Regions from separate parts of the Danio rerio genome. Here regions 1 and 2 are each linked to region 3. Evidence: chromatin contacts called from public Hi-C data. All regions are on one chromosome and are shown on one strand. The core of a region is the stretch at or near the end of the contact, and the rest is flanking DNA. Distances in the headings are between cores, read along the strand shown.

The links. Hi-C and Micro-C count contacts between places; a contact is called where the count stands out from the background.
Region 1: a contact with region 3 is called in a Hi-C map of hematopoietic stem cells, with 4 times the contacts expected there. The contact joins the promoter of igf2r here to the promoter of dcbld1 in region 3. A contact is called at or near these places in 4 of 18 Hi-C or Micro-C datasets (caudal fin, embryo, hematopoietic stem cells and 1 more) and 1 of 4 datasets of contacts at active chromatin or transcription factors (embryo).
Region 2: a Hi-C map of an unstated tissue shows a contact between it and region 3, with 6 times the contacts expected there. The contact joins the promoter of nus1 here to the promoter of dcbld1 in region 3. A contact is called at or near these places in 1 of 18 Hi-C or Micro-C datasets (an unstated tissue) and 1 of 4 datasets of contacts at active chromatin or transcription factors (gastrula embryo).

Annotation. Positions count from the first base shown.
Region 1 is chr20:45,861,632-45,864,331 of GRCz12tu, reverse strand. It overlaps igf2r (insulin-like growth factor 2 receptor), which reads right to left and starts at 1,304. Exons shown (of 47, transcript NM_001039627.2): 1 at 1,183-1,304. The coding sequence starts at 1,304.
Region 2 is chr20:45,536,161-45,538,860 of GRCz12tu, reverse strand. nus1 (NUS1 dehydrodolichyl diphosphate synthase subunit) reads left to right here and starts at 1,386. Exons shown (of 5, transcript NM_001002356.1): 1 at 1,386-1,876. The coding sequence starts at 1,528.
Region 3 is chr20:45,674,196-45,676,895 of GRCz12tu, reverse strand. dcbld1 (discoidin, CUB and LCCL domain containing 1) reads left to right here and starts at 1,285. Exons shown (of 15, transcript NM_001039977.2): 1 at 1,285-1,496. The coding sequence starts at 1,421.

The DNA of each region.
Region 1 (2,700 bases), core at 55-2,554, 190 kb before region 3:
TAATATACTGTAATCGATATTCATTTGTCAATGTTGCACATGGTACAATTTGTTAAGCCTGGATGCTTTTAACCCCCCCACCAGTCACAGGCCTCAAAAACACTCGAGAAATGGTTAATTATAATCCAGACTCCACACTGCATATACTCGTGATGTGACCATTGCGAATGATCACATTGAGATATCGATATATTGTGCAGCCCTAATATATATACTGTACATATATATTTTAAACTAAAATAAACAATACTGTTTGACTCAAATGTAAAAAAATTGAGCCAAGATTCCATAATCAGACATTACTTTCTATTACATATCAAGCAACCAAATTACGTTTCAGACTAAGTAATTAGAAAAGTAATTGAAACATCGCAATGATTATGTAATCGATTACATTTTTTTTAAGTAACTTGCACAAAGAATCAAACATCTTGAGCAGAATTGACATCAGCAACATGACATGAAGGCTCAATCATAAAAAGAAGGCCAGTGCCTAAATGAATACATTTCATTGTCTGATTTGGCAAAAGTATCTATCTATTGTGCTGTTAATTTGGGTCATTGAGGTAAAGCTGGTTTATATTCGCACATTCGTACTTTCTTTTTAATAATAGTTTCAGAAAAGTATTATTTGCAAATTCTAAACAGGGAAATCATATTAGCACCCAGTGACATTGATGTAAAGTTGGTTTTATATTAACATATTTTGACTTAATAATCCTAATGCTGTTTTAAAGTCAGACTTGCATGAGATTTCAGACCGAATATTCAAACTAGAGTGGTAAACAAAATAGAGACGGTGTCACAAGTTGTAAATGCAATGACTATCGAACACCAACAGTGTTCACAGTCAATAAAATTGTACTAATATTGTTTTGAAGTCATGCATGTATGTGATTACAGACGGAATATTTAAAATAGCTTGGTAAACAATATAAAGAACGTGTTACTGTTAAAAAATTTTATCATTTGCAACCAACTTTACTTCATAGGTTGGGTCTAGATACCTAAATGCAGTCAGGGCCACAACTATCACTCTATCATCATATAAATTGCAATAAACAGGAAAGTAAAACACGTTTAATCTTAATTAATCACATCTTAACGAGTGTTTATGTGATACTCGTCAATCCTATCCAGCAAAGATCATCGTTAAGAGTGTTTGTTTATTTAGGATCTCACCTGCACAGATCCTGGTACCATAGGCTGTCATCCGAAGCCGCCGCTGACGACACGCATTGTAGAAATAGAAAAGTATTAATAATAACAGTAGCAGCGACTCCGCAAAATCCAACACGACCCATATTTTACACAAGGAAATTTATTAGTGCGCTTCTTCCGACATGATACAGCAGTCCTTTCTGATTACTGATCATTACCCGTGTAGCAGGAACCACTCACAGTCACATGACATGACATGTGGTACAGGTCACGTGGTGCATAGAGCTAGAATGACCCAGAAAGATTTTGAAGTTTGAGCACGATAAAAAGGGGGCTGGGCTTAGCAGGCCATTCACATTTCCGTGTGTGCCATTCAGATGATTTTTATCATTTCTTGCGTTGCGTAAAAGAATATTTGTGATTAGGAGAGTCATTTTCGAAAAACACAACCAATTATCTTTGGCGATTTAAATTGCTTGAAAAAAATCTTTAAAATATACATTTCTTGTTTCATATCATTTCTCGTGTCGTATTTATGATTACTTAAGTAATTTTGGAAACACTTACTTTAACTATCATCTCTAATTAAATTGATATTACTTGAAAAATATCTTAAAAATACACATTTCTGTTTTATATAATTTCTTGCATCGTGTAAAAGTATATTTATAATTAGGAAATAAGTCATTTTCGAAAAACTAACTATAACTGAAATCTGACGATTGAAATTGCTTGCTTACAAATACACATTTCTTGTGTCGTGTAAAAGAACAGGCTAGCGTTATTTATGATTTCTAGAGTCATTTTCGAAAAAAACTAACTGGAACTATTACCTCTAACAAGTTGATTACTTGATGAATATCTACATTTGTTTTATTATTTCTTATGTCCGTGTTGTGTAAAAGAATAGGCTAAGTAACATTATTATGGTTACTTAGGTCATAGAACATTATTAATAGCTATCAATAGATATAAATAGGCTATTACTTGAAGAATATCTTAAAATAGGCCAACAAATTTCTGGTTTATATCATTTCTTGTGTCGTGTAAACGAGTGGGCTAACATATAAAGTCAATTTTAGAAAAAAAATTTAAATACAATGTCTGAAGATTTAGCTTTGTAGAATATCTCAAAAATACAAATTTGTTTTATAAACATAATTTCTCGTGTCGAGTAGAATAATAGGCTAACGTTATACGAACTATTATATCTGACGAATTAAATTAATATAGCCTAACCTGAAAAATATCTTTAAAATACAGTTGTTTTATATCATTTCTTGCGTAGTGTAAATGTACTTATGATTAGGAAAAAAGCCATTTCTGAAAAACTAACCATAACATATTTGACAATTTAAATCGCTTAAAAATACACATCTGTTTTATATTTATGTCGTGTAAAATAATATATTTAGGCTAACAATTAGTAAATTTATGTTTGGGAAAAACTAACTGTAATTTCTAATTAAATTGATGTATATGAAGTAGGCCTATATCTACACATTTGTTTTAACTTTTTATCATTTTTTTGCGTCGCGT
Region 2 (2,700 bases), core at 137-2,636, 140 kb after region 3:
TGGGTTAAAAATACCCCAACCTATAACCCAACTTTAGGTTATTATAGCTCCTTCTCAAATATAGGTTATTTTTAACCCAATGCATTGGATTATCTAATTTAACCCAATGCATTGGTTTATTTTGATTAAATGTTGTTATTTTTTCCATTCTGGTATTACTATTGCTACTATTACTAGTGCTACTATTGATTTTATAATAATGGCTGGCTAAATAAAAAATGTATAAAAATATTGAAAATGCTTTATTTCCATTTCATTTTAGTTCCAGACACTTTTGTTAAAATAAATCAGGAATTACAAACAATGAAGAACAAAGTGCAGACAGTTATATACTGTGCAAGCAGAAAATCATGTACAGAATATGGAGCTCTGTGTGTGCTGTAGAGGCTGTCCAGCAGCAACAGCAGGCTTCACTCAGTGTCCACAATGTGCAATACATTTTAACCACATCCAAACGCTTCGAAAAGATGGTCTTGGAGGGTAAAACAGATATAAAAACCACGACACAGAGGTAATTTGTTTAAAAAAAAAAAAAAACAAAATGATTGCGTTATAGCTTAAATCAACTTTATAATGCAAAAACAAGATTATGCACGCACAATACAGCTGTTTTGTGTCAGTTAAATCAGTTGATAGTAGAAATTCTAAATTTTAACCCAACTGGCAACTGGTTGAGTTATTAAATAAACACCCAAAATAAAGGTTAAAAATAACCCAACAAAGCGCCAAATATTTAACTCAACTGGTTGAGTTATTAATAAATAACCCGATAAAGGATAAAAATAACCCAACAAAGCACTAAATATGTTTAACTCAACCATAGGGTTAAATAAATAACTCAATGTTTTTTTTAGAGTGCATGTAATGTAAGCTTCTTTTCGAAATATTTACATACATATTTAAATTTAACGTTAATATTTTTGAAGTAAGGAATTTGTTAATAGATAAAGTGTTAAAATAGTATGTGAAATATAAAGTTGCAGTGTTGTCTGAAATAATAATTTAATAAGCGTTAAAAGTTGTTTCAATGAAAAAAAAATTACATAGATATATAAAGTATATTTTAAAGTAAAAAAGCTGAACGTTTTATATTTATAAATCAAGTTAATATGATTTACACATATTCTATTACCGGAACAGCAGCCAATCACATTTCACCATCTCACGAATGCTAAATCAGTGTATTTGATTTAGTTCTGAGATCAGCCTTCGAGTGTTCTTCTCCCATCAGTCTCTTCCAGGGCAGTCCTTAAAACCGATCTCAGAACAGCGCTTTGCATGACCTGCTGACGCTCTCTCATCTGTCCAATCAGAAAGCTCCATGTCACACAGCAGCGGGTTCAGAGTGGAAAGGTTGCCAGGATGAAGAAATGGCAGCCGACGGGCTGCGGTGTTGGCACTGACCAAAATGGCAATTTTCTGTGTCCACCAACGCTCATAAATTCACGCACTACTTTAATATGAGGAACACACGCAAAAATACGATACGAAAATTAAGCTAGGAAGGCGTTTGAAGACGTTAACGCGATGGCTTCGCTGTATGAGATGGTGTGGCGGTTTTTGCACGCGCTGTTGTATCTCCAGCGCGCGATTGTCGCCTGGTTCCGAGTCCACATCTGGAGGTGGAAACTGGCCGTGGTGGACTTATTATTGCCCCTTGCCCTTGGCTTTCATAACCAGAAAAAAACAGGACCCAAAGGCACACGGACCAGCCGCAGGGTTCGCTGGGGAGCCGATGGCAGGACGTTAGAGAAGCTGCCTCTTCATGTGGGGCTATTGGTGACCGAGGAGGAGATCCACTACACGGATATTGCCAATCTGGTGGTCTGGTGTATGGCAGTGGGCATCTCGTATGTCAGTGTTTATGATAATCAAGGTAAGACTTTTATGATTCTTATGAATTTGGATTCTTGTGAAAAGATAATGCCAAGAATTTGAAGACTTCGAGGACAACACATACACTTAAGTTAATAATACACAAATATAGTTTATTGAACGTAACATTACACGTAGACATCATCTATATACTATATAACTACAGGACAACTATGTTTATATGTAGCAACTTTAACTGTTAAAAGCTATTAATAATGAAAGGTAATTCCTACCAATTTTAAATAAATATTGGAAAATAGAATGAAAACCAGATTAACAATTTCATTCTGATTTATATTTTAATTTTATTTGATTTGGTTAAAAGTGGCAGGAATTACCTTCCATACATAATCATTGCTAGTTAATTAGTTAAAGTTATTGGTTACTAATAAAGTTAGGGTACCTAATAACCTTAACTTTTCCGAATTTGATAGTAATTCAGTAATGTGCACCTTTTGTAAAGCTACCTTGAAACAATAATTATTGTGTTTCTATACAAATAGACTTGAATGAGTTCATAAGGGAAGTGGACTGAAGTCACATGCGTTCAGTCACCTGCTGTTTCTTCAGCACTCATGATTCAGGCAGATCTAGTGTTTTGCTGAAATACTTTAGTGTTTACAAATTACAAAATTAGATCTCTTTTTATTGCAAAGGTTGTTACATTGTCCCGTGTAATCTCCTATTGAAATAATATATAGAGGGAAAATATGTCTGGTCTTAGCAACAAAAATATTTCCTCACCAGCAAGTCCAAAGAAGTGTTTTTTTTTATGAATTAATTTAATCCTATTAAACAATTTTTGAGTTTCATTCTAATGTTGAT
Region 3 (2,700 bases), core at 36-2,535:
TATACTGCATGAAGCTAATTTGCAGCCCTTGTCCCTGGTTAGGCTTTACATTAAAAAATAAATACAAATCAACAAATAAAAACAACAACAAACGTGCAGTATACAGAGCCACAAACAAAAAATGTAAGTCAATCTGCATTCTAAAGAGAATTGTAAACCTGACCAACCTGAAAGAATAATATTTAATGTTCATGTTGCTGTAAAGATTTCAACCATTTATTTAGCTTTTCAGGAAAAAAAAAACTGGGAGTTCTGTTTGTATCTTTAATTCAACAGGCATGGCATTCCATGATGTAAACCTTTCACTGAAAAGGATGACTTACCCACAGTGGTTCTGTATCTGTGGATTCTACAATTCCCACTTACTGTCCCTCTATTCTTGCAGTTTGCCCCATCGCTACTGAATAATACAAAAAATTACAAAAAGAAAAAAACTCTAAATATTATATATTTAACATTATTTTTCTATGATATGCAACATTATTACTAATTCTAAAAATGGCAAAATATTATTAACCATTTTTAATAATATTAGTCCCTTTATTAATCTGGAGTCGCCACAGCGGAATGAACCGTCAGCTTATCCAGTACAGTGTCACCATATTATATATTTAACATATTTTGTTTCTATGATATACAACATTACTACTAATGCTAAAAATACCAAAATATTAGTTACCATTATTATATAATTGCAATATTCTAGTACATTACATCATTAATATTTACCATTATTATATCATCGCATCTTGTAGAATAAAGTGTTTATGTTTATCTTTGTTTTTTTATATTATATTATAAAATTGATGAAAGATACACGTTTTAATGTTAGCCTATAATTTACGTCTAAAAGACAGATAAATAAAATTAAGTAAATTAAATGGAAGATCAGATGCAAAAAAAATCTAATAGTTTAATAAAACTTTTCCAAGACATACAACTAATGATATAAATAAAATAAAGAAAATTAAACAAGTAAATAAAATCGAAAATGCAAAAAAAAATCTAATAGTTTAATAAATACTTTTTCAAGACATAAAACTAATGATATAAATAAAATACGCAAATAAACAAGTGAATAAAATGGAAGATGCAAACTATTTAAAAAAAATCTAATAGTTTAATAAAAAACTTTGCAAGGCATAACAATGCATGGCTCCTCAGTATCATTTCCACAACTATTATCCTATTAACAGCCTGACTCTAGTCTAGAGAGAGCCGTCAGACTGGTTCAGTGACCGCTTGGTGCCGCCTGTGGGAGAAACACGGAAGAGAAAAGAGTTCATTCAAGGCGGTCCGGGGATCCGCGCGGACAAACACACACACACGTACACGAGTTTCCCCCGGTAAACATGCTCCCGTGACGCTTCTCCAATGTGCCTTCGCGTTTTACTCTCATTCACTGCGGATTTAAGTGGAAATGTCTGGACACACCGTTCTGTATGGACTGATTCTCTTATATTCAATTCACCCGCTCGTGCTCGCCGAGAAACCGGGTAAGTGAACAATAAAAAACACGGCAGATGATCGCAAACAAAAGGGTCTGTTTGTTGAGGCGTCAGAGGTTTCTGCTGGAGGACTTTGAGCTGTTTGTGTTTAACATGCTTTTGTGGTTTTAAATCTTTTTTTTTCAGTAATCATACCTCAGCTTCTGGGGAGTTATAATGTGTAAAAGTTAGTTGCTTCAGATTGATCCTGTAAGCTCTCTTGTAAGACGTATTGTATTTAAATTTATCAGAAGGTGTGTTTATGTGCTATCATATAGGCTTAGCATGTTGACTTGGGATTTCTGTTTATGTTTCGTGTTGTTTATTTATTTGCCTGAGGAAAACCGAAGTAGCTTTTTCAACCTGGAAATCCTATTAACTCATAAAACCTGTAAGAGTTAACACCGATATCGTTAAACTCCAGGTTTGGTTGATCGATAAGATGGTTGGTGTCAACTTTAGTTCACTATAAAAATGTTGACTGTATTGTAACAGCAGTTAACACAACATGTTGTCCATGAGGGCAACTTTCCATCACCTTCACATTGGGACTGTATTGCAGACAAACGTGGCTCGGATGGTCTGATCTGCATTGTGAAATAAAATAGAGGTGACAACTTCATTACCATGGTACTTTGAATATTTGGTTTAAAATCCCACACATGATTACAAAACAACTTTAGCACTATTAATTTGACTGTGAACATTGTTGTACTTTGATAGTCATTGGCTGCTAATACGATTTCCAAGTTCTGAATTTGCCAAGAATACTTTTATGAAGCTATATTATTAAGGAGAAAGTTCGAATGTGGAAATTAAAAACCAACTTTACCTCAATAAATAAGTTGACTGTATTATAACAGGAGTTAATACAACATGTTGTCCATGAGGGCAACTTTCCCTCACCTTCACATTGGGGCTGTATTTCAGTCAAAAGTGGCTTGGATGGTCTGAACTGCATTAGGGTAAAGTTGGTTTTATATTCACACATTCATTCAGTGACAACTTCATTACCATGGTACTTTGAGTATTTGGTCTGAAATCACATGTATGAATGACTTCAAAACAACATTAGCAATATTTATTTTACCATAAACATTGTTGTACTTTGATAGTCATTGACTGCTGATATGATTTCCCAGTTTTGAATGTGCCAAGAATACTTTTATGAAACTATATTATTAAGGAGAAAGTCTAAATGTGGGAATATAAA